4 separate regions of the Sus scrofa genome follow, and regions 2, 3 and 4 are each linked to region 1. The links are chromatin contacts, called in public HiChIP or PLAC-seq maps. All regions are on one chromosome and are shown on one strand. The core of a region is the stretch at or near the end of the contact, and the rest is flanking DNA. Distances in the headings are between cores, read along the strand shown.

Region 1 (3,186 bases), core at 439-2,938:
TACATTTCTGTTGCTTAACCACACATTCTGCGGTGGTTTGCCATGGCAGTCCCAGCAAATGAATACAGCAGCACCCTTATTTTTCTATAGCCACCCCACCCTGCAACAACAGCAGAGCTGAGTGACTGCAATAAAGACCATAAGGCCCCAGAACCTAAAATATTTCTATCTGGTCCTTTATAGTAAACGTGGCTGATTCCTGATTTATCCACAATTGGTGAGAAAGGGGAAAGGGCCACCAGACACATACAGACCCTTTTCCGCTTTCTCTCCTTTGAGAACTGTCTGGGGATCCTTCCTCAGCCCCTATCTCTTCTATTCTATAGAACAGAATAAATGTCCAGCTGATTTTCCTGGAACCAATGAGTGAGTTTTATTCAGGAAAATAGTAAGAGGAAAATACGAAGGTGATTTTGGGTTTAAGACTTGGTCTCCAATCTAGATTTATCAGTGACAGCATTTTTATTGTGATCTCTTTCTGATACCTGGATATATTTCCTCAGTTGGAGGAGAGAGTTTTAGGATTCTTTGGCCTCCACAAACCTCAACTTCCTCCTCATACCGAAAGAGGGTTGGAAATCTCATTTCCTCCTTGAAGTCTCTCCAAAAAGGAAGAGAGGGCTGATTTATTTTTTAACCTGGCCATATCCTCTCTGAATATGCAGTTCTCATGACTCATTCTTAAACTCTAGACAACATAAAACCACTTGCAGCAATGCTCACACAAAGTTTTGATGGTTTTTTTCATGCTAAGACACTATGTATTTACGTGAGTATCGCGTGTCCTTTCACAGAATAGATCTGAATTACTATAACCTTCCTCAGGATATGAGCTCCGGAGCAGATTCCTCTTTAACTTGAGGTCTGGTGTGATTAATAACCAACACAATGCTCTGCTAATTAACGTGGTCTCCCTCATTGACCAAAAAGATGGTACCATTCACTGCTAACATTATGTAGGCTCACAAGGAAGAGAAGATAGAAAAGATGCTGATGATAAATAAAAGTTACACAGCTTGAAAAAATTTTAAGTGCTAATAAAAATATCTAGAAATATGCCTGAGAAAGAAGTGTCAGTCTCTCGTCTGTCATCCACAGCCTGTTAATATACCCAATTAACCCACTGATATTCGTAGACAATGCCCACTACACACACATCTGACATCGTATGGAGGGAGGGGCATGAAAAATAATATGATAAAATGAACAGCTGATGAAGGACCTTTTTTCAGGCAGAAAAAAAAATCTGGCTTTGATCTGATAGATGTTCACAAAGTAACTGAGAAAAAACTCGAGTGTTTGAGGAAAATCGTTCTAGCAGTTGTGAATGTAGGGTTCTCAGCTTGATCGTCTAAATTAAGGACTTGTCTGGCCAGTGGGTAGGAAGGGCAGGCTAGGTCCCACAGAGTCTGTTGGCTGGAGAGGTTTAAGGTTATTCAGGGAGAGAGCACATCCAAAGGCAGGACAGTTGTGTTTAAACTTAGTAGGACATTGTTGACAGCGTGGGGCTTGTTACCTCGATATTTCTCAGGCTTAGCACCTGTGCACCTCTCAGGGCAAGGGGAATATAACAAAAATGGAGTAAGAAAAAAACAAATAAAAAAGAGCAGTTTCCTTAAAGACTCTGTTGAGGGCACTGTTTAACAGCATTTGTAACAATGGAAGCTGGAGTTGAGGGTGGGGCAAAGGTCACTTTATAGCTGGAGCTCTGAGCTGCATTAGGAAACAGCCTAAAGCTGGACCAGACAAGTTCAAGAGCATAATGCTTAGGCAGCCTCGGTACCTTTGGAGAGTTTCAGCTGCTCCATGATATAGGCAGTCATAGATGACCTCATAGATTTCAAACTGGGTCATAAAATAATAAAAAAGGTGCCTGCTACCATGCAGCCAACAAGTCCAACTCCCAAACATGTATGAGCTTCTGCCCCCCAACCCCTCACCCCTGCCAAGATTCCTAGGGGAAAAAAAGACCCTAAGACTGGCTGGCCGAAATTGTAGAGTTGGAGTTATCATAAATGGGAGCCTCAAAATAAGTGTGTTGCTTCCAGGATTTATCGTCCAGAAAACACAATTTAGAGAGAGGAGGAGGTAACGTGGTAGAAAGGCAAGCACCGGGAGTGCTGGTGGTTAAACATGAGCTGTGTGACCTTGTCACAAGGCACTCAAATATTCTGGGCTTCCGATTCTGCATCAAAAACGTGGAATCTTTCAAATGCCCTGACGAGGTCGTGGTGAAGGTCAAATGGAATCATGTGTGAGCAAACCCTATACTTTATTTAAAGTGCTATAATTATCATTACAGGGAGTATCTGCAGAGGCTATTTATAAAAGGTTCTGAGTGCACTGTGATTTCCAGCTGTCACCTGTTGTAAAATGCTTTTGTGTTTTCCAAAGCCATTTTCCAAGAAAGTAATTTTTCTCACTCACACAATTGTCTCTGCAAAACCCAGAGCCACTTGAAATGACTGATTTTAGGAGCGTCCATGTATGTCTGTGGACCCCAAGGGGACACAACTGGGAGAACGTAGCTGTTGCTGGCACAGGAGAAATGAAGGGTAGAAAAGTCTTTGGGCAGTAGAGCATGGGGACCATAAAAATCTTGGCCTTATTTTAACATTTCTCAGAGTACAGGAGAGCCAGGATGTGATCTTGTTGGTAGTGATGATTCTACTGGGAAATCTTGACTTTAAATTGCCTGCCAATCTCTACTTTACAAGTCCAAGAAGAGCCACTTATCACTTTTATGAAGCCACCGAAAGCCCACGTTGAGGGGGGGAACCTAATTATTGAGCAGTATATGCCCTCACACTAAATATATGAGAGTCATGGGCTGAAGGTTCTAAAGAGGAGCAATAAATGTTTTGATAAAACAAATCTAAGAATGCCCCCAACAGGAAGGCAGCCCTCCCTCACCTCCACTAACTCTCCGTTACCCACTTAGGGGAGCACGTTTCTGAGATTTAATGATGCACTGGCAGGATGGATTTTTCCAGGTAGCTGTTCCTGATAGCTCATCTCCACAGAGCAGCCTTTTTTTAGCCAATAAGCCATGCACGTATAAGAGTTTCACAATTAACAAAGCACTTTCAAATAGATCAAATTTACTTTATTGCAGAAAGGAGATCTGGGGGCTCACTTAAATTCTAGGAAGTGATTATGCATATTATCTTCAGAACATTGCATCCC
Region 2 (3,186 bases), core at 177-2,676, 220 kb before region 1:
GTAATCGCCACTCCTACTTCTTGATGTGGCCTCCTCTTTGTCTTCTGGAGTAGGATATCTTTTTGAAAGTGTCTGGTCATTTGGTTGATGACTGCTCAGTATTTGGTTGCAAATTTTGTTGTTTTTAGGAGAGAGGGTGAGCTCCAGTCCTTCTATTCTGCCATCTTAATCCTATCTCAATGCACTGTCAGCTATATGAAGACCAAGTTCTCGTCTGCCTTGCTCACTGTGAATCCTGGCACCTAGCACAGGGCCAGGCATGGTGTAGTAGCTCAATACACTTTGAACACATGACTGCACAAAAGGATGGGAAAATGGGACAGGACTGGGAAAGAAAGAGAAGGAAGACATCATAAAGGAAGGAGAGAAAACAGGATGGGCTCAGCAAGATGTAAAGTTTGGAATCTAAGATGCTTAGTGACAAGTTATGTAATGTCTCGGAGTCTCAGATTTTTAATTGCAAAATATCATTATCAACCTCACATGACGGAGCAGAGAATTAAAGGAGATGGTATATGGGCAAATAGCTAGTGTCCAGGATGTGGGAGCCAGCACAGGTTGACAGGTTTCCTTGGCTCCAATCTGAGGGCTGCCAGTGTGATCACATCAATAAGATGATGTGACTCTGAACCCTCTCAGGCCACTGGAGTCTTTGGGCCTTGTCTTCTTTGCACTACCTCTTTCCAAATGAATCACTTCATTAAAATGGAAGCTCTACAAACGCAGGGTGCCAGATTAGCATGCTGCATCCAGCCCAGCTGCGGTCGTCATGAGAAAACCCTGTGCCTTCAGCACAGATGTAGAGACTGAATAGCCACTGTTTGTAGACCTTTTGGTTTCAGAGTCGTTTATTTTTGTATTTTCAAAGAGGAAGTATCTGAGACATCATTATGTCAGCAACATGTAATAGGCTGGTAGACTCTTAGGAAGTGGACACCCATGTTTATACTTCTCAAAGTTTCTTTTTGTCACAAGGTCTAACTGGCTGTCGGTAGCAAGTAAAGCCATATCTATACGTTGGGTTACTTCTTCCCCTAGGGTAAGCCATAACGAAAAAATTTTTAACATAGATGAGAATTTTGAAAGCTATTTCTGCAAGCCTCAGATCTGGCACGCTGTTTAGCTTATCAGGTAAGGCTGCTACTTAAATAAGTAACATCTAATCCTGGATATAATTTCAAAAGTTAATTCACTTCCTTTTCAAAATAGACCAACCAGGAGTTCCCATCATGGCTCAGTGGGTAACGAACCCAACTAGTATCTGTGAGGATGTGCGTTCAATCCCTGGCCTTGCTCAATGGGTTAAGGATCCGGCATTGCCGTGAGCTGTGGCGTAAGTCGCAGACGCAGCTTGGATCTGGTGTTGCTGTGGTTGTGGTAGAGGCCGATGGCTGTAACCCTTAGCCTGGGAACCTCCATATGCCGTGGGTGTGGCCGTAAAAAGACCAAAACCAAAACCAAAACCAACCAAAAACCGTCTCCAGCAAAACCCTACCTTTGCAAATTTCTGATAAAGCCCCCAAAATCCGAACAAACAGGTTTTATTCATCCCGAAAGGCTTCAGATGTAAAAATAATCACATATTAAACAAGGCATTTAGATCACTACTGTGTTTATATTTTCCATATGATACACGGTCCTCTCGCGCCTAAAAAAGGAAACCCCATCACCTTCTACTTCAATTTATTCTGGTTGAATGTATGATTTATCTGAGACTGTGGGTAGCTTTTATGTCTCAGAGGCTGCCCTTTATTTGGAATTCGCTGCCTTTAATCTGCTCTTGGTTGCTCCACCCCCGTGTCCTGCCTATTTTTGACAAGAGGGCGATGAGAACATGGGTGAGGCTGGCTGGGATGGCCTCAGGCCTCAAGAGGCCGCCTCGGCGCGGGCAGCAGCGATAAAGGAGTGCTAGACATTCCATGTGCAACACTGAAATAGCTGCACACCAGTCCCCTGTCATTTGCTTTAACCACACTGAGTCCTAAGAAGGTTTTCGCTCTGCAGGCTGTATTTAGTTCTCCCCCTCTGCATATTTTTGCATGTACTCAACAGTTTCAGTTTTGAATAGGTCTCACTTTATAAATCCCGACGTTCAAGGCCTAGACACAGAACATTTCTAATACGATGTTGAAGCAGTTGGCAGAAAACCAATGTTGTCACCATAAACAGTACTGACCCAGCAGGTATGTACGTGTCTCTCCTGAATTACAGGTGAACTGCTCAAAATCAATTCACGGAAGATCTCATGATCCACGAAGAAGAACATTTGTTTAGATGGTTTTATAACTTTTCCCACATCAAATAATTCAGCAATATGTTCATTTGAAAGTGCTTTTCCCATTAAATTGGATCCTGTGCATTTCACAGGTCATAATCCTGCCGGTGTGCAGGATTTAGGATTGTGAAGGACAGAGACGTGTTTCTTTTGCAGGGGAGCACCAGAGAGACTGGTGGGTTAGAGAATGTCAGTGCCCACGCGGTGCCCACTCTACTCACTGCACAGAAGATCGGGCCCATCCCTGTCACATCCCCTAGATCACAATGTCATACGGGTAACTCTGAGAACCACAACAGAGTCCTACCTTTAAACCAGGGCACTGCGTTTGTGCCCCACCTGCCCCATCTCCACGGTCCTGCAGAAAGCATGGCATTGGCAGTCTTAAGATGACTGTGGACAACCTGCACTTCCTAACAGACGTCTGAGACCCTGGTGGAAACATAGGTGCCATCTTCCTCTTTCAGTCATGGCTTCTTTTTTTTTTTTTGGTCTTTTTTAGGGCTGCACCTGTGGCGGCATATGGAAGTTCTCAGGGGTAGGGGTTGAGTTGGAACTGCACCTGCAGGCCTAAGACACAGCCACAGCAATACTGGATCCGAGCCACGTCTGTGACCTACACCACAGCTCATAGCAACGCCAGATCCTCAACCAATAAGCGAGGCCAGGGATCATACCCGAGTCCTCATGGATACTAGTCAGGTTCATTACCTCTGAGCCACAACGGGATCTTCCTCAGTCATGGTTTTATGCTCACCATTCCTACCCCACTCTTCAGCTTCCTGCAATTAAGGATAGATCCTAACACAAAACTCATTTTTAAAAATATTTTAAGCCAATGGACAGCATAAACATGGTTGGTCACTTTCAAGCTGTGTTAAAATGTTTCATCCAGGAAAAAGAGAATTATT
Region 3 (3,186 bases), core at 428-2,927, 210 kb before region 1:
CTTTGCAAGACAGGCTGGGCCGGGCAAGGCCCCAAGAGAGCCCTGGGCACGTCCTTCCTTCATCAGATAATCTGGGCAGGTGACACCAGGTCCCTTCAGGCCTCTCACTCTCAGGCAATCTGCTGTGACCACAGAGAGCACTTACAAGTCTCCAGCTCCACAGTCACACCAGGCTGTCCTGCCTAAAGGAGGACCGTCCACACTGCTGATTGGCCTTGGCAGGAAGCCTGATTTATACTGGAGATTCTTGACTCAGAAAGCATGTGATCTGTGACACTTTGACTTGTCAAAGTCCCCCAGTCGATCACACAGTGTCTTTCACTTTAGAAGGTTTTATTCTGCTCGTGATTGTAAGAAATTATTTATCAAGGGTGAAACAATATTCACTAGCTGAGTAAAAAACACAAGTAAAATTCTCGACATCTCAGAGTGGCAGAAAAATAAGAAGGAAAAGTGGTGTTTCAAATGACCCTAATTAATTACATTTTCCCTCAGAGCACATCAAATATAAAAAAATATAAAAGAGTTAGTAGTGTTGGGCTATTTGGGAACAAATTAAAAACAAAACAGAGTTCTCTTGCGGCACAGTGGGTTAAGGATCCAGCACTGTCACGGCAGCAGTTTGGGTCACTGCTGCGGCGCAGGTGTGACCCCTGCCAGGAACGTCCACATGCTGTAGAAATGGTCAAAAAAAAAAAAAAAAAAAAAAAAAAAAGAGAGAGAGAGAGAGAGAAAGAGAAACAAAAAAAAAAAAAAAAAAAAAAAAAAAAAAAAAAAAAAAAAAGAGAGAGAGAGAAAGAGAAACAAACACTTAAAAAAAAACAACAAACCACAGAGAGGCCCATTATTCTCACATCCTTGAGGGGTGATATACATCACTATTGAAGGGAGAGAAGAGTGATGTTTTACGTCCAGCTGAGGACTGAAGCGCTGGGGCTTGCTTTGCATGGCTCCTGTGCTCAGGCCCTGAGATCCCTTCCCAACAGGTGCCTGGCCTCACTTGGCCAGAACTGAGGAGGACTCCTTTCATCTGAATCAAATTCGCAGCAATTCTCTTTTCTCTTGATAAGACCACTGGATAGCAGGAGCTGGGATGATTCCCATTTGACAGAACAAGAAACTGAGGCACTGGGAGATTAAATCAAAACATCCATGATCATCAGGTCAGGACAAAAGTGTCCTGGAACCAGGCCTCCTGGTTTCCAGTCCCCTGAGCTTGCTCTACGGGTCAGGTTTCTCTTTTCACTCGAGAAACCTCACTATCTTAAGAGTCACATTGTTCCTTTGTCTTCAAGATTCATTTTCCCTGTGGAAGTTTTGTAGCTGAATGTAATTCATGTGTCTGGTTGCTTTCTCCACAATTTAGGCTGCTTGTATTGAAGAAGCAGCACTACCACCTATATCATGGGTTGTGCCTACAAACCCAGTTATTTGAGAAAACCTCAAATCACATGCCACCAAGCACCAAAAACTTAACCGTTTCTCCTTACAAACTCCCTGCCTGGAGCAGTCACACAAGCACAGTCAGTCCCACCAATCTCTTTATGTAAATAGCAGTCATCCAACAAGGGAGGAGGTCTGTTTATTATTTTTGATCCTGTTTTTGCTTCTGGCAAAATTTCACAAACAGCAGAAGTTGGCAGAACATCGGTATTTTCTTCTGACTGGCTACTGTTCTCCAGCTACAAGTGCAGAGCGCAACTGCAGCTATTCTGCTCTGCAGGCCGCGGCTGTGGCTGAGGTCAAAACTGCACAATCTGGGCAAAAAAAAAACAAAAAAACAAAAACCAAAAAAAACAACTCTAGTTCAGGGCTTCTCTCAGGAAATGGAGACCCTGGTTGAACACATGCTTTCCTTCCACTACGGAAGTGATGAGCAGAGGTCCAGGGTCCAGAGAACACTGCCGGTCTGACCTGATTCCCGCCTCGATTCTCACCTGCTACGGCCCCTGGTGAAGATCACATGTGTTGCCAAGCTCCAGGGCCCCAAGATCCCTGGGAAATCTGGGGGAGCACAGCATCCACCCCCGGCACTTTCTAGGAAGAAGGGCGGCATTTTGCAGGGTAGAGAAGGTGGGTAAGGAGTTTGGGGGTGGAGGAATCTGGTTTTTTAACTCCGGTATGCTTGTTCCTACATAACCTTGCTAGATTCCTTGCCAAAGGCCAAATGCTGCTGCCTTGATGTTTACTTTGGACAGGGCGCCCTCGCTGAAGAGCAGCCAGCCCTCAAGAGAGTGGTGGGGGGTGGTTAGTAGAGAGAATGAGCGTGAGGAATTGCTGCTGGTTTTGGATACAGAATAAAGTCCTTCAACAACTTGAGGGGCTGGAGGGGGAGAAGAGGGAGGGAGAGGAGCAAGGAGGTCCCAAGTGATGAAGAAACCCCAAACAGCCTGCCTGGGTGCTGGGTAGACAGGCTTATTACCTAATTACGAGGGTGCCAGGGTTGTCCATGGTGAAGAACGTGGGCTTCTGAATCACAAAGACTCCAGTTCAAAGCCCAGCTCTGCCACCTACTTGCCAGGATACTTTGGGAAAGTTATTTAACTCTGAGTCTTTGTCTATGCCTCTGAACAATGAATATCAAAGGCCTGTTAGGCTTTACTGTGTCTATTGCCCAGGTGAGTAAATTTAATTCTTGAGTCTTTTAAGAAAATTACAGAGTAATATACGTAGTGCTGAAAAGGGTTCCTGGTACATACGAGGGAATCCTCAACAAGAGTACGTGTAAGTAACTGTTAGGGTTTTAAAGATTTTGTCATCGTTTCAAGAGCTAAAATCTGTCGCTTAGAATTGATCAAAAGTCCACATCATCACTCCCCAGATCCAAGTATTTGATCTAAATGCACTGAAATGTTAATAAACGACGGTGTCTCTCCATGACCAATCCAAACTTCCACTTTCCTTTTCCCTCGGGTGACCCAGTGGAAAGTTCTGCCCCAGCCCAGGAGGCATGGCTCGCCTGCACCTCTGGATGCAGCTGCACAAGCTCCAGCAGCCAAAGGAAGCATGACTGACAGTTAATGAGCTGAAAAGAACCTGTCTCAATTCCACGTCATCCCTGCGTTACAGAAGCAAGCGACAGGCTTCCCAGAATAGAAGCTGCCGTGTCCAGGGCCAGTTCTGTTAAAATAACCAAAGATGGGAGAGGAAGACAAAAGTGAGAGGAGAAATGTCACGTGAAACAGA
Region 4 (3,186 bases), core at 263-2,762, 180 kb after region 1:
ATAACATTGAGGGCACATTACATTAGCAAGGGGAGATGGAAAGCAGAATCAATTACCTCGATGCTATAAACTAGAGTAAACAAATGTTGCTTCAATTATCTGATTCTTTCAGATGAGAGTTGGGATGTTAATGACCTGAATTGTGTTGTTTCTGAATTTCACGTTGCTAAACTAGACAAAGTCTAAAAGCCTCAGAAAGCCAAATTTTCCTAGAGGATTTTTTGTAAGTGACTCCTATATATCTGAATTTGCCACAATGTGACTTATAAATTAACTTATATACTGGCCAATTATTTGACCAGCTTCTTAACTTTCCAGTTTTATACAAATAAAAACTGAATGGTGAAAGTACTATTTTCATAACTCTCAACCAATTCGTAGTTACAATTATAGCAAAATAAAATAGCAGGTAGGAAGTATTATTGCATTTTTACCATGGTGATAGTTCTGTTCCTCCCATTTTCACAGATATGAAAAATTTAGAAAACACTTTTAGATCTACACATAACAAATTGCTCAAAAGGCGGGGAATACAATTCAAGAGAAAGTTACTTTGGATCTGGTACCATTTACTTTTATTTTTCAGGGGCTTTTGTGTTAAGGATGACTGAACATTTTAAAGCCAGATGGGATTTAAGAGTTAACAGAGTTAATCTAGTGCTGCCTACTTACCAGTCATTAGACCCATGCAGGGCTGCCTGCCTATGAATTTATATCTAATTTCTCTATCTTCAGATAGGCAAAAAGGGGGAAGACCTCTGGTTTTTATTTTTTAATTACAATTTCTAGGCCCCACCCTGGATTTTCCGATGGAAGGATTTTGTAAGCTGCCTTTCCCAGGTGATTTTCTGATGCAAGTATTTGTGGAAACCATAAATGCTAGTCCAGCCTTTTCACTTCGGAGATGCTGAATCTGAGGACTCTGTCGTGGGTCCAGTGAGGGAGGAGAATCCAAGCTCCCTGATTTCCAGTCTTTTTTTGCCCCTCATTATCTGGCCTGCTGATGAAATCCTCTCCATCCCTTGTGCAGAGAGGAGTGGGACAATCCGACCCCAGGGACAGAGGAAGGGATTGACACTAGGGAATGTTAATTTGCCTTTTCCCCTTCCCTGGGAAATTTTAAAAACAAAGGAAAAGTTTAATTGGCTGATAATTTAATATATGAAATCATATAAAAAAACAGAGTAATGGATTAGATAAGATCTTAATATTTCTAGGCTTCTGTAATTTAGTAACAAAGGAACCCATTGGCACTTTCACTTTGTTTTGTTAAGATGGTTTCCCCAGAAGCTTCCGAAGATGGAAGAAACCTACACTCCTCCTCCTTCTTTCAACTCAGCTTTTCTTATCTGAAGGGATAACTACAGGATAGACACTTACATATGCAAAACCCAGTTCCACCCCCCCTCCTTTGGCACTTAATACTTTCAGATCAAATCTATAGATAGCCTTAGTGGCTGGGCCTGCAGCTGGTTTAGCATAAATACAACAGCACCACCTTGTGTTGTGCTCCAGGGAGAATTTACCTCTAGCAGGACAAAAGCTTAGGTGAGAAGGGAGCAGGATGCAGTATGGAGTTCCCGTCAAGGTGCAGTGGTTAATGAACCTGACTAGGAACCATGAGATTGTGGGTTTGATCCCTGGCCTTCCTCATGAGGTTGTGGGTTAACGATCCCGCGTTGCCATGAGCTGCCATGAGCTGCCATGGGAGCGGCCCTAGAAAAGGTAAAAAGACAAAAAAAAAGAAAAGGAGACCCCTCCCCTCTTCTCTGTGCTGAAAGCATTACTGCACCAATCCCCTGGGAAGACTCTTCTGTCCACTACCTTCCTATAATTTTCTCCTGTAAAATTTATATATATTAAACTTATTATCTATTAAATATCTGTTAAATATATCTATATACTAAATATTATATATGTAATATAAAAGGTAGTTGGAAAATGGAAGAGCAGAAAAAAACATATATTAGTAAAAGCCTAGGCAAGCAGAATGCTTTAGCGTGTACTTTAGAGGAAAACATTACAGTCAGTTTTAATTTCAGAATACTTGAAGGTAAATGTATATTTAATGCTAATTGTGATTTAACACTTCTATAAAGATTCTCCCACATTTGAGCAGGTAGCTTTTAAATAATGTATTTGCCCATTAAAGGGACAAAAGGATTTTTCACGATGGGTAATATGAGTAAAAGAGTTGTGTTGTGGGTAAAATCTTTATTTTCCAAGTAGAGTTGTAGAGTTTTATTTATATTTGTACCTTCTCTATGGGGCAAGCTGAGAAATTAATATATGTATATCAACTTGGGACTGAAAGACTATAGTTAAAAAGACACTAAAATAGAAATATTGCCCAACTAAATATGCTACTCTTGTCTGATCTTTTCACCAGAATCAACATAGTTAATTAAAGAAGATTGTTTTCAATCACAATTTGAAATGTCAAGATTGGTATATAACAAATGAGCAATTCTTTGTCCCTGAAGTCATCTGGAAAGTTGAGTCTGAGTCCTTACAACCTACACATGAGTATGGGATAGGAAGTTACAGGACTAGAAAATAGCAAACTTCAGGGTCTTTCTGGGACTGATCATGCAGAAAATCTTAGCTAGAAAGTCCTGCAGAAGGCTCAGTTATGTCCGTTTTAGTTGCAAAGGGGGATTTTTATCTTCTAAGTTTGTCAGGGTTTTTCCTCTAAGTTTGTTTATCATGGACCCAGCGATCTGCCTGCAGGGCTCCTGGGCGGCAGTGTAGCACCTCGGACTAGAGTATACATTTACTGTGCAGAGATAATAACTTTGAATGAAGACTACAAATAAGGAAAAAACCTCCCTTCATTAGACATGTTCTTTCTGGTGAAAAGATCACACGAGTAGAGTATTTGGTTAGGCAGTATTTCTATTATTTGGATAAAATTTTTTATATTATGCATTCCAATTAAATAACAATCTGATTTATACAAATTGTAAATTTATGTTTAAAAACATATGTAATGTCTAACTGTTAATCAAGTATCAGTTGACAAACCTGATGAAAATGCTCTTTTTTTCAAGCAAAGACATCCTAAAAAACCTCCAAGGTCTATTCTTTGGTCTGCTATTCACAGCCCCTTGTCTTTCTAACCCCTGTTAGTTTTCTGCACAAAGAAATGCCCTCCCCCTTCCCAGACCCTTTACTCAAGGTGACTCC

What was found. HiChIP or PLAC-seq counts read pairs in DNA pulled down with a chosen protein or histone mark.
Region 2: a contact with region 1 is called in an H3K27ac HiChIP or PLAC-seq map of alveolar macrophages. The contact joins two enhancer-like sites. A contact is called at or near these places in 2 of 2 datasets of contacts at active chromatin or transcription factors (alveolar macrophages and skeletal muscle).
Region 3: a contact with region 1 is called in an H3K27ac HiChIP or PLAC-seq map of skeletal muscle, with 4 times the contacts expected there. The contact joins two enhancer-like sites. A contact is called at or near these places in 2 of 47 Hi-C or Micro-C datasets (embryonic fibroblasts and fibroblasts) and 2 of 2 datasets of contacts at active chromatin or transcription factors (alveolar macrophages and skeletal muscle).
Region 4: an H3K27ac HiChIP or PLAC-seq map of skeletal muscle shows a contact between it and region 1, with 6 times the contacts expected there. The contact joins two enhancer-like sites. A contact is called at or near these places in 1 of 5 promoter capture datasets (liver), 7 of 47 Hi-C or Micro-C datasets (embryonic fibroblasts, heart right ventricle, liver and 3 more) and 1 of 2 datasets of contacts at active chromatin or transcription factors (skeletal muscle).

The regions. Positions count from the first base shown.
Region 1 is chr11:9,880,668-9,883,853 of Sscrofa11.1, forward strand. All of the region lies in intron 3 of LOC110255744 (a long non-coding RNA gene), which reads right to left. Among named protein-coding and RNA genes, the nearest start is that of STARD13, 140 kb to the left of the region's middle. Within about 2 kb of position 1,689, at least 23 of the 83 cell types and tissues checked have an H3K27ac peak or open chromatin away from gene starts, as enhancers often do. A contact at or near this core is called in alveolar macrophages, retroperitoneal adipose tissue and skeletal muscle, where this site is marked.
Region 2 is chr11:9,658,520-9,661,705 of Sscrofa11.1, forward strand. All of the region lies in intron 1 of STARD13 (stAR-related lipid transfer protein 13), which reads right to left. Among named protein-coding and RNA genes, the nearest start is that of STARD13, 78 kb to the right of the region's middle. Within about 2 kb of position 1,427, at least 25 of the 83 cell types and tissues checked have an H3K27ac peak or open chromatin away from gene starts, as enhancers often do. A contact at or near this core is called in alveolar macrophages, where this site is marked.
Region 3 is chr11:9,675,569-9,678,754 of Sscrofa11.1, forward strand. All of the region lies in intron 1 of STARD13 (stAR-related lipid transfer protein 13), which reads right to left. Among named protein-coding and RNA genes, the nearest start is that of STARD13, 61 kb to the right of the region's middle. Within about 2 kb of position 1,678, at least 39 of the 83 cell types and tissues checked have an H3K27ac peak or open chromatin away from gene starts, as enhancers often do. A contact at or near this core is called in skeletal muscle, where this site is marked.
Region 4 is chr11:10,061,794-10,064,979 of Sscrofa11.1, forward strand. All of the region lies in intron 3 of LOC106507939, which reads left to right. Among named protein-coding and RNA genes, the nearest start is that of RFC3, 83 kb to the right of the region's middle. Within about 2 kb of position 1,513, at least 21 of the 83 cell types and tissues checked have an H3K27ac peak or open chromatin away from gene starts, as enhancers often do. A contact at or near this core is called in retroperitoneal adipose tissue and skeletal muscle, where this site is marked.